Regions from separate parts of the Mus musculus genome. Here regions 1 and 3 are each linked to region 2. Evidence: chromatin contacts called from public Micro-C and promoter capture Hi-C data. All regions are on one chromosome and are shown on one strand. Each heading gives the region's core, a stretch centred on a gene start, on an enhancer-like site or on the middle of the called end of the contact. The rest is flanking DNA. Distances are from core to core; before and after follow the strand shown. Region 1 has its middle 20 kb from the start of Gm51620. Region 2 holds the start of Pdcl3 (phosducin-like 3). Region 3 has its middle 3.9 kb from the start of Gm24826.

Region 1 (3,863 bases), core at 1,124-3,623, 620 kb after region 2:
TGATGGTGCTAATTTAGAAGGCTCTGGAATCTCTAACAAGTGCTGTCTAGCAAGTACAAGTAGGTCATTAAGGGTGGGCTTCCTGCCTCACTGTCTGCTTACCCCGTCTACCAAGATGTGAACAGCCTTTACACACGTCTCCCCCAGTGTTCGGAGCTGTTAGGACACCATGGACCAAACAAACAAACACACACACACACACACACACACACACACACAAAACCAAAACAGAACAGAAAAAATACGTTTTTCTCTCTCTTAAGTTGTTTCCCATAGCTACTGTGGTTGCAGCAATGAAAAAGCAATGGCTACACAATTACTGGAAAAATTGAGAGAATTTACACCATCATTAATTAAATAAATCCACCAGAGAGATGACACTACCTGCCTGAGAATATCAGCATGTTGGAGGGGTGTGTGTGTGTGTGTGTCTCCTGCACCGTGGTGAGCCATGGTGTGTTCCAGGGGTTGAGGAAAAGGGAGGTTTCAAAAGCCAAGAAGAATTACATCTGATGTCTTGAATCAGTAATCCTTGGATTAGTAACAAAAGTGGCGTGGTGTCAATCTAAGGCTGGCCTGTTTGTGTGCACAGGTCCTTGTAGGACGCTGTGGTGTTCTTTGTTCAAGCTATACTTCCGGTGTAGCCTTCCAGATGGCTACTCTCCGGTAGCCACATGAACAAACCCTCCCTTCACAAGCTCCTCACCTTATCTTTTTTTTTTTTTTTTTTTTTGAGGGTGCAGGTGGTCCTATTTTGCCTCTGAGGGAGGTCTTCCACATGTCTGTCACACATGGATACAAATACTGTTTTCCTTGGTGACAGTATCCTTTGGCCATGGTAACAATGAGTAGTTTCTATTATAGGTGTCTCTGCAATAATTTTCACATTGTTCTAAAATAGCTTGACTCTTGATATTTTCATAGGGACTTCATTGACTCTGTAGATTACTTTGGGTAATGGACACTTAAACAATATTTATTCTACCCATGGGAAGATGAACATTGAAGCAATATTTATTCATCCCATGGGTAGATGGATATTTATACAATATTTATTCTTCCCATGCTCTTTCATTGAGCTACGCTCACAATCCCTATTTGTTTATTTTAAAGACTTAAGTCACAGTATGCTGCCTAGACTGATCTCAGACTCATGGATTCACGTGACTTCCCTGCCTCAGTTTCCCAAGGAACTGGACTACAGGCATATGATATTGTATCTGGTTGTACGGTGTTTAAAAAATTATATGTTGATGTGTGTGGGTTGGTGCATATGAGTGCAGTACCTGAGGTGGCCAGAAGAGGACGTTGGATATTCTGGCGTGAGCTATCCAAAGCTAGTGCTAATTACATATACATATACATATACATATACATATACATATACATATACATATACATATACATACATTCCCAGCCTCTGAAATTAAGTGAGATACTGGTGGATTTTTGTTTGTTTCTGGTCATTTGAGACAGTCTTTCATTGCGCAGCTCATACTTGCCTCAATTTGCCATCCTCCTGCCTCGGCCTCCTGAAAGCTAGGACTACAGGCATATACTACCATGCGTGGCTTATGTGTGTTGTTTTAAGTAACTAATTTGGGCTGTGTGCATAAGTAATCTGTATCAGAGCAGCAGATAACTAAAGCAATGAAACCCAGTCTATTACCTAAGCAGAGAAGTTGGTACTTGTCATTGTGGGGCATCCCCAAACTTTAGATGGTTGCAATTAAATCAACATATTACCTCACTAAAGAATGTCTCGTGAGCATGCAAGAGTGCCAGGAATGTTAGCTCCATCGGTGACATGGTGACACGGTGACATGGTGGCATTTAGTTGTCACGGTCTCCTGAGGAGGAATAGACCACCCAGTCTGGATTCTGGGTCACTTGACTGCATTCCCTGTTGGGAAATAAAGACTTTGTTCCATTTGTCTGTTTTGAATTTAGGTAAACACCTCTTCTAGACTTCCCCCTCCTCTCCTCCTCCTCCTCCTCTTCCTCCTCCTCCATCTTTTCCTCTTAAGACAGGGTCTCACTATGTAGCCCAGGCTTGTCTTAAACTCAGAGAGATCCACCTGCTCTGCTTCCCCATTGCTGGGATTAAAGGCACCACTGCCCAGCCATTCACTCTGCTCTTTAAGATCCGTGGGTGTGCTCATCACAGCTGTGTGGCTCCTTAACTCCTCTGGGGACTAGGGAGCAGGGTGGATTTGCCCTGACTATGATATTGGACTTGTGGGGGTCACTGTGTTGACTTAGTAAAATGCCACAGGGCACTTTAAATCAGGAGAGCATGGATCAGTGGAACTACTGGGCAGGCTACCAGAAACAGGTTAGGATGTTCCTTGGGGAAAAGAGGCTTATGGGTAAAAATTAAACCAAGTTAGGTTCGATGCCCTAAAGGCAGTGGCTCTCAACTTTCCAAATGCCGTGACCCCTGTGTCGTAGTGACTCCTCGAGCATAACATTATTCCATTTCTACTTCCTAACAGTAATTTTGCTACCTTTATGAATTGTAATATTAATATTTTTGGAAATAGAGGTTTGCCAAAGGGGTCTCGAGCCCCTTGAGGAAGGCTGAGAACCACTGCCTTAAGGTAAAGAGGCCTCCTGTGAGAGTCTAACCTACAGGTTAGATGCAGGGCTGTGCCTGGGACTGGGAAGCAGGGTGGCTGTTAGTATTGCGATGGAGCTGCACCTGTGTGGGAAAACTTCCGATCAAAGACTCAGAACCCCCCAGGCATAGGTGAAGCCTTTCTTGCCAAGCTGGTTCAAAAGTTTCTGATGTGTTAGGATGTGAGGAGAAAGTCTCTCTCCCACCCACTCCAGAAAGCCTAAAAGGCTCCATAGGGCTTTTGTCTGACCTTGGACAGCTGCACAGTGACCTTGAGGGGCTTACAGTTTTCAGTTTCTCTCACAGCTGGCGCTGTCTGTTGCTTATATCCTGGCCTGATTCATAAGACTCTTACTCTGAGGTAATTATTACTTTTTCAATAAAAGCATCTGGACAGAGATATTCTTTATAAGCGATATCCACCAGAATATACTTGCAGAATATAGGACACTATAGGACAAGCAGTAACAATGATTAATATGTCCCAAGACAAACAAACCCCACGAAACATTCAAGATAAATACATGATCTTTTCCAAGTATTTATGGAAAGATGACTTTTGCACAAGATAGATCTAAATCTAGAGGGCTTGGAGAGACGGTGCAGAGGTTAAGGGCCCACAGGACTCTGCAGCAGATGGAATTCTGGTCCTAGCAGCCTTTGGGGGCAGTTCACAACTGCTTGTAATTCCAGCTCCAGGGGATCTGGTGCCCGATTCTGGCCTCTGTGGGTGCTGCACTCACATGTACAACACTACATTTAGACACACACACACACACAACTTCAAAATAAATTCTAAAATAAAAAGATCTAGATGATGTTACTTTTAGTTTAAAGATCTTGACTGCCTCATTTGTGTTTCTGGAATCCGATGGCTCTTAGTTCTATCAGATGCAGTAAGTTTTCCTGGAACCAAGTACTGAAGGCTTACTTTATAGACAGTAAAATGATGAAGAAAATAGAAACAAGAAGGGGCTTTGCGGGCTCACGCTATTCCTCTTGGAAGGCTGCGACAGGAGGATGGACCAAGAGGATGAGATTAGGTTACCTCTGGTTTCTTTGTGTGAGTGTGAGCCCCTTGGCAGAGGCAGAAGGAAGTTAAGAATCACAACTGAAACAGGTTTGGGAAATTTGAGCATTAACCTTTTCTCCTGGTTTCTCAGAAAAATGGAGAAAAACTCCCTTTTGCCTTACTGAAGGGAAGTGTGGCCAGTGCGCTGGCCTTGCGCGCACTGGCCTTGCCTGT
Region 2 (4,319 bases), core at 764-3,263:
CTAACTACAGTACGAGTGACCAAGGCAGCTCAGTCAACAGGGTCTCAAGGGAGGGAGGGAGGGGGGATTGAAAAGAAAAAGGCAATTAGACAGCATTATAACATGATTCCAGCCAGTGCTGAGTCTGAAGAGGGTTTGTTTTTCTCCAGTCCACTTCTATATCATTCTAGGTACATACAAAGTATAAGGTCAGTTCTAGGTCAAGGAACAAACAAGGCAATAAAAAGTCCCGAGGTATTCAGGAACTTATCAAGATGGTCAAGATCTTGAGCCTGCTTCCATGTCCTGGCTCAATGCCAAATTCCTGACAAATTTATAGAAGCAAACCCAATAGCTCTTTTCACAGGAGAATAGTTCAAAGTCAGCCTGGCTTACATAGCAAAACCCCGTCTTTAAAAAAGTTAAGTTAGCCCATGTTTTCCTTTAATGAGTTTTCTTCTTTAAATTGTAGTGTATGCCGTAAAGTAGGAATTCAGTTTTATCTGCCTCCAAATGACTATCCAGTGTTTCCTACGTCCTTCATAGAAGGTCTACATACCTTCCCCAGTCAACTAAGATTTATACACAGTGTCATGCTGTGGCCGAGGCTTGTCTCAGAACTCATGATGTAATCTCCAATTAAAGGCTCAGCTGAACAGTTTGTTTCTCGTGTGTATTCAGTTAAAGACTTTATCCATGTTGTAGTCAATGTAATAAAACCAAAAGTCAAGACAATGAGTTAACAGGGGATTGTTCTGAAGCACACCTGCTGTAAAAAGCAACTGGGAACATTATTTCCAATACACCAGGATACATCTTTCAGTGGATCCACCTGGAGCAAGGAAAGGGCAAACCACACCTGCTTTACTGCTGTGCGGTGGAGAGAAGCCTGTGATCAAAGTCCCTCAAGTTAAACTATCTCACAAACTGATTTTGGAAGTGAAAACTGGGAAAATTCATTCACAACACTAGGCAAATTAATTAACACTTTAAAAGGTCTGTCTGTAATCTGGTTGGAATGTGTTGGGTTAAATTAAATCCATGCTCCTTGTTTTTTTCAGGGAATAGTGTAATTTTTTTTCTATATTAGTGATTATTCCCCAGAAATTATCAGTTCCGAGTCCTCAGCTGCAGGGATTTAAGTTGTCTGGAAATAACACCTTAGTGTAACTGTAGTTTTTGTTTGTTTTTATAGACAGAGGTTCACTCTCTAGCCCTGGCTGGGTCTCCTGAGTATTGGAATTATAGATGTGAACTACCACACCTAGACACCTGCAGTTTTGAAAGCTCCTTGGTAATTCCAAAGTGTACCCACGGTGTGTGCTTGAGCAGAGGCAGCAAGGTAGTCCAGGGCTGTGGAAGGCCTTTTAACTCCCGTGCTCTCAGTTCCAGCTCCGAATGCTGTGGATCGCCCTGGAGCCTGTGCTTTTGCTCAGGGTCACACGAGTCTGGTATTAACCAGAGAAAATGATTCTCACTGTGGCCTTTTCCTTTTGTGAGGGTGAAGGGGCGTGGAGCCCAGGCGTTCCCCACTCCACCGGTTTCTCAAATCTGATGCTGTAACCGCAGAGGTTAGACTATGCTCTAAACAAACCCAGTGAGCTCAGTAAACAAACCCAATAAGCAATTCATCCCATTCAACAGAGAAGGTGTGTGACCTCCAGGTGACCCGGGTCACTTTTAATCCTAGCATCGGGTCACTGTCAGGCAATTCTGCTTCCGACAGGCTCCGATTGGCGGCCCGGGAAGTCGCAGAACCTATGCTTACCTCGGGTCAGCCCCAAACAACCAGCCACTTTCCCTAACAAGGTAGCGCCTGGACATGGCCCGAATGACGTCACCCTATAGTCCCACCCACCGGAGGCACGGCCTGTCATTCCAACGCTCTCAGCCTTCGCCCGGGTTCCTGAGGACCAGGCGCAGACTCCAGTCTTCACTTCCTCCTTGGCTCCGCCCTTTTCGTGCCTGGGGGCGGGGAGAAGACCGGAGGGGGCGGTGCCGCGCGTGCGCGGAGAGGAGCGGAGGGGCTGGGGCAGAGGGCTGGTTTGAGTGACTGAAGGCAAGATGCAGGTGAGTGTGGCGAGCTCGGGACCCCAAGTCTGCGGTCGTTTGGCTTGGTGGGCTCGCGCCAGACCCGGAGCCGGGTCTACATGGATTAGTTACAGAACTCGGCGGACTGCGGGGAGGCCCGGCGCAGGCGCACTGCGAGAGGGCGGGTGCGGTCCCTCCGGCCTCCTGGGCTGGGCACTCCTGCTCCGGTGCGTCCTGCCCCGCAAATCTCTGTCCTTTGGTAGGCACCGGACTTTGGGCTCGTTCTCCTCCAGGCCTGATGAAGGCCCCGACCCTCCTGCCATCTAGAGCTGACTCTAGATGGTCCGTTGGGAGTGCTTTCTGGTTTCCAGATCTGAACTCTAGGCCTCACGACTATTGTTAATTTCTAATATGAAGAAAGGTGGAACTCCTTAGCAATTTTTTTTCCTTTTTTGAGCTGGAATTAGACAAAAGCCCAAAGAAAGTGTGTTAGAGAACCGCATCGGAATAGCCTTAGAAGAGCAAAAGTATGCGTCAGCCACTTTGTCGCCAACCTTCTATGTGGCTGTGTTTAAGGATTCTGAAGAGTCTGGATGGAGGGTAGATGGACCGTGTAGTTGTGGGCTCCGGCTTAAGAGACAGACCTTGGGGACTGGAGGGGGTGGTCATCTACACATTCAGCAAGCCGGCCACACCTACACCTGGGAGGCAAGAACAGGCTCAAGTAAAGGGATATACCTAGTATTTTGTGCTTACTAAACATTAGCCGTCAGGAGTGACTCTGGAGCAGGCCAGGCGTCTGCTATTCTCAGATTTATCCTTTAGACTCTAAAGCTTAGGGAAGTCTGTGGGTCTAGCCACAGTCTTCCTCTTCCCCAAGTCTACTGCAGGCTCTCAGGACAGACAGATGGTCAGTCAGCATGTCACAGCGTTTTTGCATTTTCAGGTCCCTCTGCCTGGAATGTAACTTCCTTTGGTCTCCAGGTTCCTCTCGTTGGGGAAGAGTTCTCAGGACTCAGATAAACCTTCTTTAATTAGTGCGTAGCTCTGACCTGTTGTTTAGAGAGGCCCAGCTTCAAGCAGACACCTTTCATGGTTTATGTAGGGTTAGCCAGTCGTCTCCTGGTGTTTTGGGGTTTTGTTTGTTTGTTTGTTTTTTCTGAAGCTGAAATGCGCAGGTTTCTGGTTAAGACAGTGTTTGCTGTATCGTTGCGTAGCTCTGACCTGTTGTTTAGAGAGGCCCAGCTTCAAGCAGACACCTTTCATGGTTTATGTAGGGTTAGCCAGTCGTCTCCTGGTGTTTTGGGGTTTTGTTTGTTTGTTTGTTTTTTCTGAAGCTGAAATGCGCAGGTTTCTGGTTAAGACAGTGTTTGCTGTATCGTTGGCGGTCACTTCTCAAGGAAGGGGAACTGGTGGATGTTCACCCCTTTGAGAAAAAGGAAGGGATAAGCAGTCGACAGCAGCAGGAGCCAGGGTCTTAGGGTCACTACCGCCACCCGTCAAAAGCATCCAGGGAAGAAAGGGTTAATTGGGCTCACACTTCTATATCACAGTCCATCACTGAAGGAAGTCAGGCCAGGAACTCAGCAGACCTGGAACCTGGAGGCAGGAGCTGATGCAGTAGCCCTGGAAGGGTGCTGCTCACTGGCTTGCTCCTTGTGGCTTGCTCAGCCTGTTTTTCTTATAGACCCCAGGGCCACCAGCCCAGCGGTGGTCACTCTGACAATGACAAACTCTCTCATCTATCACCAATTAAGAAAAATGCCCTAGGACTGGAGAGATGGTTAAGCGGTTAAGAGCACTGTCTGCTCTTCCAGAGGTCCTGTGTTCAATTCCCAGCAACCACATGGTGGCTCACAACCATCTGTAATGGGATCTGATGCCCTCTTCTGGTGTGTCTGAAGACAAGTACAGTGTGCTTACATACATAAAATAAATAAATAAGTCTTAAAAAAAGAGAATCTTGTTCTTCAGATGATTGTAGCTCGGGGCGAGTTCTCATAAGACTACCCACTATCTGTAGTTCAGTTTTAGCTCTGTTGTCTCAATTCAGAGGCAGTTTCTAATTTTGTTTTCTTATTCCTGTGTAACATAATATTTCCTAAGTAAACTTGTTAATCACACTTAATTAAAGTTAAAGCTTGCTGTTTTCTTTTTCTCTTTCACTCTTGCTGACTCCATTCCACCCTCATATAATTAAATGCCCTCTCTGGAGCATCCACCTCTGTAAACTCGGTCCATATAACCCCGTGGACCAACAGCCTGTTGCTCAGTGCACACGACACAGCTTGTCTCCATAACAGTGTGCA
Region 3 (4,149 bases), core at 657-3,156, 530 kb after region 2:
CAAGTTATTCCACCAATCAGGATTTAGGATAGGGGATTTCTGTAGGAGTGTGTCTTTGTTGTACACTTATCCTGCCCCCATCGGTTGGGATATCTAGGAGAGGAGACTTGCCTTGTCTAATGTTCGTGTCCTAATTTGTTTACAAGGATGGGGCTAATTACTTGTCTAATAGTGATGTCCTAATTTGTTGACTAGGATGTCAGTTATCCACGTACATGTCTCTTTCTGCCAAGTAGGATGTCAGTTCCCAGGGAGGTCTTGGGAGCTTAAACTTTACTGGACCACTACTCAAAATGGAATTCTTATTCCAAATAGTTTCTTATATGGGTGCAGGTGTCTCTCTGATGTTGGGTCCATCTCAGGGGCAGCGTGTGGCATAAAAGCTCACACACAGGCACAGGGTGTGCTACTGAGTGGTTGGTTTGGATCCAAGTTTACCGTGGGCTTCCGACTGACGTCTATCATGACTGGTTTCCAAGGATACAGAACATAATCAGTCCTGACATTAGAAAGCTTCCTAGGAACAGCAGAAACACATAAGAAAATTTCCTTATACTGGCAGGCTAGCCAGGTGACAGTCACCTAGGCCTAGACCTTAATATTTTACCTAGGTCCTTTTACATGGTGAGACCCTGTTTTGAAAACAAGCGGAAGAAAGGAAGAAAAAGAAAGAAAGAACTGTAAATGTAAATGTTGCTTCTATTTCCTCGGACGATGGGATGGAATGAGAGCCATGCCCAAGGTGTGCAAATACCCAGTGTGGGCTGAGCCCAGAGCATTTCTTTCTCCATTCTAACTATCCCTAAGCCTAGGCCTGGAAGCCTGTAGCCTCCATACAATCTCATCTCCCACGATGAGTTCAGTCCAGCTCCTCTCAGCTTCTGACTGAATGGCTCTGCCTGGCTTCATACTAACTTTGGCAGTTAGTATGTTCTAATCCTCTGGTTCATTTTTTTTATTCTCTGGCACGTTCTGTCTTCACCGGTGTCTAGCTTGTTTTCTCTGCACCCTGTCTCTGTAAAACTGTCCTGGTAAAACTACCTCACAGACACCACACCGCCTTTGTCTCCCTATGCTGTTCTTAAGTAACCTCTCTTTAAATGCTGTTCTCATGAGAGTTGGGAGTCTCCTCCCTCTGACTCATCCTGTCAGGTCTTTCTCTGATTCCTCACTTTGTCTGCCCCTCAATTAGACATCACTTTCAAACATGGCTGCTTCCTTCTACAAACCAACTTTACCTTCATTGTTAGGGATTAAAGGTGTGTACTAAGGGCTTGCCTGTATTCCAGCCGGATCACATAGACCTAGAAGATCTTTGGATGTGATCCCTTGGCAGAATTGTGTTGCTGGATTTAAAATTCTCTACAAAGACTAAGCTCAGGCTATAGGTAGGCCTGTAGGGCATTTTCCTACTTATAAAAAAGCTCTACCAGTCAGTAGCCTTTGCTCCTGGCTGTCTGAACTGAAGGTCGAAATCTAAGTGATGCCAGGGAGAATGTCACTTTTTCCAACATTGTCCTTACCTTGCTAGAATGGAAGCCACATGGAAACAAACAGTCTCAACCTACATAGACTCAAAGGGGAGCAAGAGGGCATGACTAACTGACCACTGAGAATCAGGTCAGTGGGACAGGAATGTAAAAGCGAGGCTTTGTGCACAAACAGACCACACAAAGCCCAGGAAAAATGGAAACAGTTGATGCAGTCATGGGTCTAGCCTGAATATATTACTATTGTTCACTGCCTGGACATGTAGTAAAAATACAGAGGACAAGGTAATGCTGGTGGTAAATCTTAATGTTTTCCCAGAAAGATACATAGATCTTTATGCGGTTGGTAACTCAGGAGATGGCACGTGATCGGTGCTCTAATGACATCTGCAAATAGCACTGAAAGATGTTAATATTTTACACAGGAAAATCGATAGCTCCCAGCTGAGAGCACCTGATTGCTATTATGTTTCATTATACCCAGTGAGAGCACCTGATTGCTACTATGTTTCATTATAGTGTATTTAAAGCCTTTAAACATCAAGTAGGATTGGCTAACCAGGGCACAGAGTGGCAAAAAAGAAAGGGAGAAATAAGCGATAAAAATAGAAAGGACCATGTGTGTGCCTGGGAACCAGCGGGCCTGGGGAAGGTCTGCCAGTATGAAATGAGCCTGGCCAGCCCTGCACAAGCTCAGCCTGCTTGCCTGTGGCCCATATGCCTCTCCAACAGGCTCCTGCCATCTAGCCTGAGCTGCAGCTGTGAGTGGCCTGGGTTCTGCTTGCCAAAGGTGGCTGTCAACAGAGCTGCCCCAAGGTAAGGGCCAGATCGTATCATCTAGGCAGACACGAAAGCACCTAGCTCTGCACCAGTCATGTTCGCTCCCAGCCAGACCACCTTCCTCCCTGGTAACCCGGAGCTACCCTAAAACCACTCCCAGGATCCTCCAGAAGAGAGCCTAATCCAGGACAGGAGCTGCTCCCTGCTAGCTGGCTGCCAGTATCCTCAGCACCCCATCTCCTCCTACTGTTCCTCGTTACCCAGGAGATGAACATCAGAAGCTGCAGGAAACCACTGTTGTAGACAGTGCTCAGCCCCTCATGTCAGGCCAAGCCGACATGGAGCTGCTTGAGCTAACTTCCATCCCATCGAGCTGAACTGTCAAGAAAGCAGGTCCCCAAATAGATCAGTTTTCCAGAAAGGTTTCTATGCAGGAAAGGACAGCATCATTTAGACAAAGTAATCGGGTGAAGAATGGGACTAGTGGGGACTGGGGGTGGGGATGGAGGAGGAGTGGGGTACTGAGATGGGAGGATCAGATAAGGAGAGAAGAGGGGGACAGGGAAGGGAATGTGGGGAGAGACAAATATAAGACTAAGGACCATTTGACATATGGACCCCTAAGACAGCGGAAGCTTCCTGTGATATATACAGCATGAAGGAGATCTGAATGAAATTGTCAAGTAATGGGGGATAGAGAGCCCCAGTTGGACATTCCTTGTCACCAAATGAAGCTTCCAGTCCTGGGAATGGGTTACATCTAATTGAGTTATTAGCCAAAGGAGTCCTATGGGAACCCCCAAACAATCCAAGCTGTTGCCAAGACTCTCCATAAACTGGCAATCAAGCAACACTTAACACGGTTCATTGAATACAAAGAAGTTAAGTTGGTGCCTACATAGAGCCTTTGCCACTAGGGACTAATGTCCATGGGCAGGTACTCTGAATGCTAGCAAAGGAAAAGGGCAAACAACAGCCTGGGCACAAACCCTTTGTATACACGAGTGACCTGCCTGCAAGATGTGCTGATGTGATCGTGCCACAAAGCTCGTGGAAGTGACCAACCATTCTCTGATTAGATTTAAAGCTTACTCCATGAGATGGAAATGCACACCCAATGCTGCTTGGGTGGCCAAGAACCTGAGACTAGATAGGCCAGGGGCACAGGGGAAATCCAAGTACCACTCCTCTGCTAAAGAAACATAGTAATAAAATGACTCCTAGCAATGTTCTGCTACACTCATAGATGGTGTCTTGCCCAGACATGGTCAGAGAAGCTTCCTCCTGCAGCAGATGGGAACAGACACAGAGACCCACAGCCTGACAGTCCTCAGAACGAGTGACCTTGGAACACTCAGTCCTAAATGGATTTCTCCATCTCTCCCCTGAGCGGTCAGAAAACTGCAGGAGACAGAAAGAGTGTGAGAGCCAGAGGGGACGGAGAACACCAGGGAACCAAGGCCTTCCAGACACAACAGGGCTGACACACATGAACTCACAGACGGAGGCAGCATGCACAGGGCCTGCATGGGTCTGCAGCAGATGGGGTCCTAGAGCTCAAAGACGACGACGACACATTCCCCCATCTTTAACCCAGAAGCAATTTCAAATTGACAGCCACCTGCAAATGAAACATTTGTCTTCTCCAAAGAAGTTTCACTGGAGAAACATACTACTCTAAGATTAGGCCGCACAGCAGTAGATGGTTAACAGAAAGCAAACTCAATGGCACTTGTGGAGATTTTTTTTTTGTCTCATAATTATTAAGTTAGACTGTGTGGTGGTTGTTGTTGTTTTCTACCAAACAGATCCTTTTGTATGGCTTCTGGTTTGGATGTTTATAGGATTCCTGGCTGTCTGAACATGTGTGTCTCTGTGT

What was found. Promoter capture Hi-C pulls out the DNA fragments that hold promoters and counts their contacts. Hi-C and Micro-C count contacts between places; a contact is called where the count stands out from the background.
Region 1: a contact with region 2 is called in a Micro-C map of the G1E-ER4 cell line. The contact joins the enhancer-like site here to the promoter of Pdcl3 in region 2. A contact is called at or near these places in 2 of 39 promoter capture datasets (hippocampal neurons and liver), 1 of 484 Hi-C or Micro-C datasets (the G1E-ER4 cell line), 1 of 115 datasets of contacts at active chromatin or transcription factors (embryonic forebrain) and 2 of 9 other capture datasets (adipose tissue and liver).
Region 3: a promoter capture Hi-C map of liver shows a contact between it and region 2, with 5 times the contacts expected there. The contact joins the enhancer-like site here to the promoter of Pdcl3 in region 2. A contact is called at or near these places in 18 of 39 promoter capture datasets (the C10 cell line, the HPC-7 cell line, HPC-7-derived erythroid cells and 13 more), 48 of 484 Hi-C or Micro-C datasets (the BV-2 cell line, CD4 single positive thymocytes, CD8 T cells and 36 more), 26 of 115 datasets of contacts at active chromatin or transcription factors (the HPC-7 cell line, SST interneurons, acute myeloid leukemia and 19 more) and 5 of 9 other capture datasets (adipose tissue, embryonic stem cells, liver and 2 more).

The regions. Positions count from the first base shown.
Region 1 is chr1:39,610,373-39,614,235 of GRCm38.p6, forward strand. No RefSeq gene overlaps it. Among named protein-coding and RNA genes, the nearest start is that of Gm51620, 20 kb to the left of the region's middle. Within about 2 kb of position 2,374, at least 6 of the 459 cell types and tissues checked have an H3K27ac peak or open chromatin away from gene starts, as enhancers often do. A contact at or near this core is called in the G1E-ER4 cell line and liver, where this site is marked.
Region 2 is chr1:38,985,801-38,990,119 of GRCm38.p6, forward strand. Pdcl3 (phosducin-like 3) reads left to right here and starts at 2,014. Exons shown (of 6, transcript NM_026850.4): 1 at 2,014-2,049. The coding sequence starts at 2,044.
Region 3 is chr1:39,513,570-39,517,718 of GRCm38.p6, forward strand. No RefSeq gene overlaps it. Among named protein-coding and RNA genes, the nearest start is that of Gm24826, 3.9 kb to the right of the region's middle. Within about 2 kb of position 1,907, at least 28 of the 459 cell types and tissues checked have an H3K27ac peak or open chromatin away from gene starts, as enhancers often do. A contact at or near this core is called in liver and pancreatic islet, where this site is marked.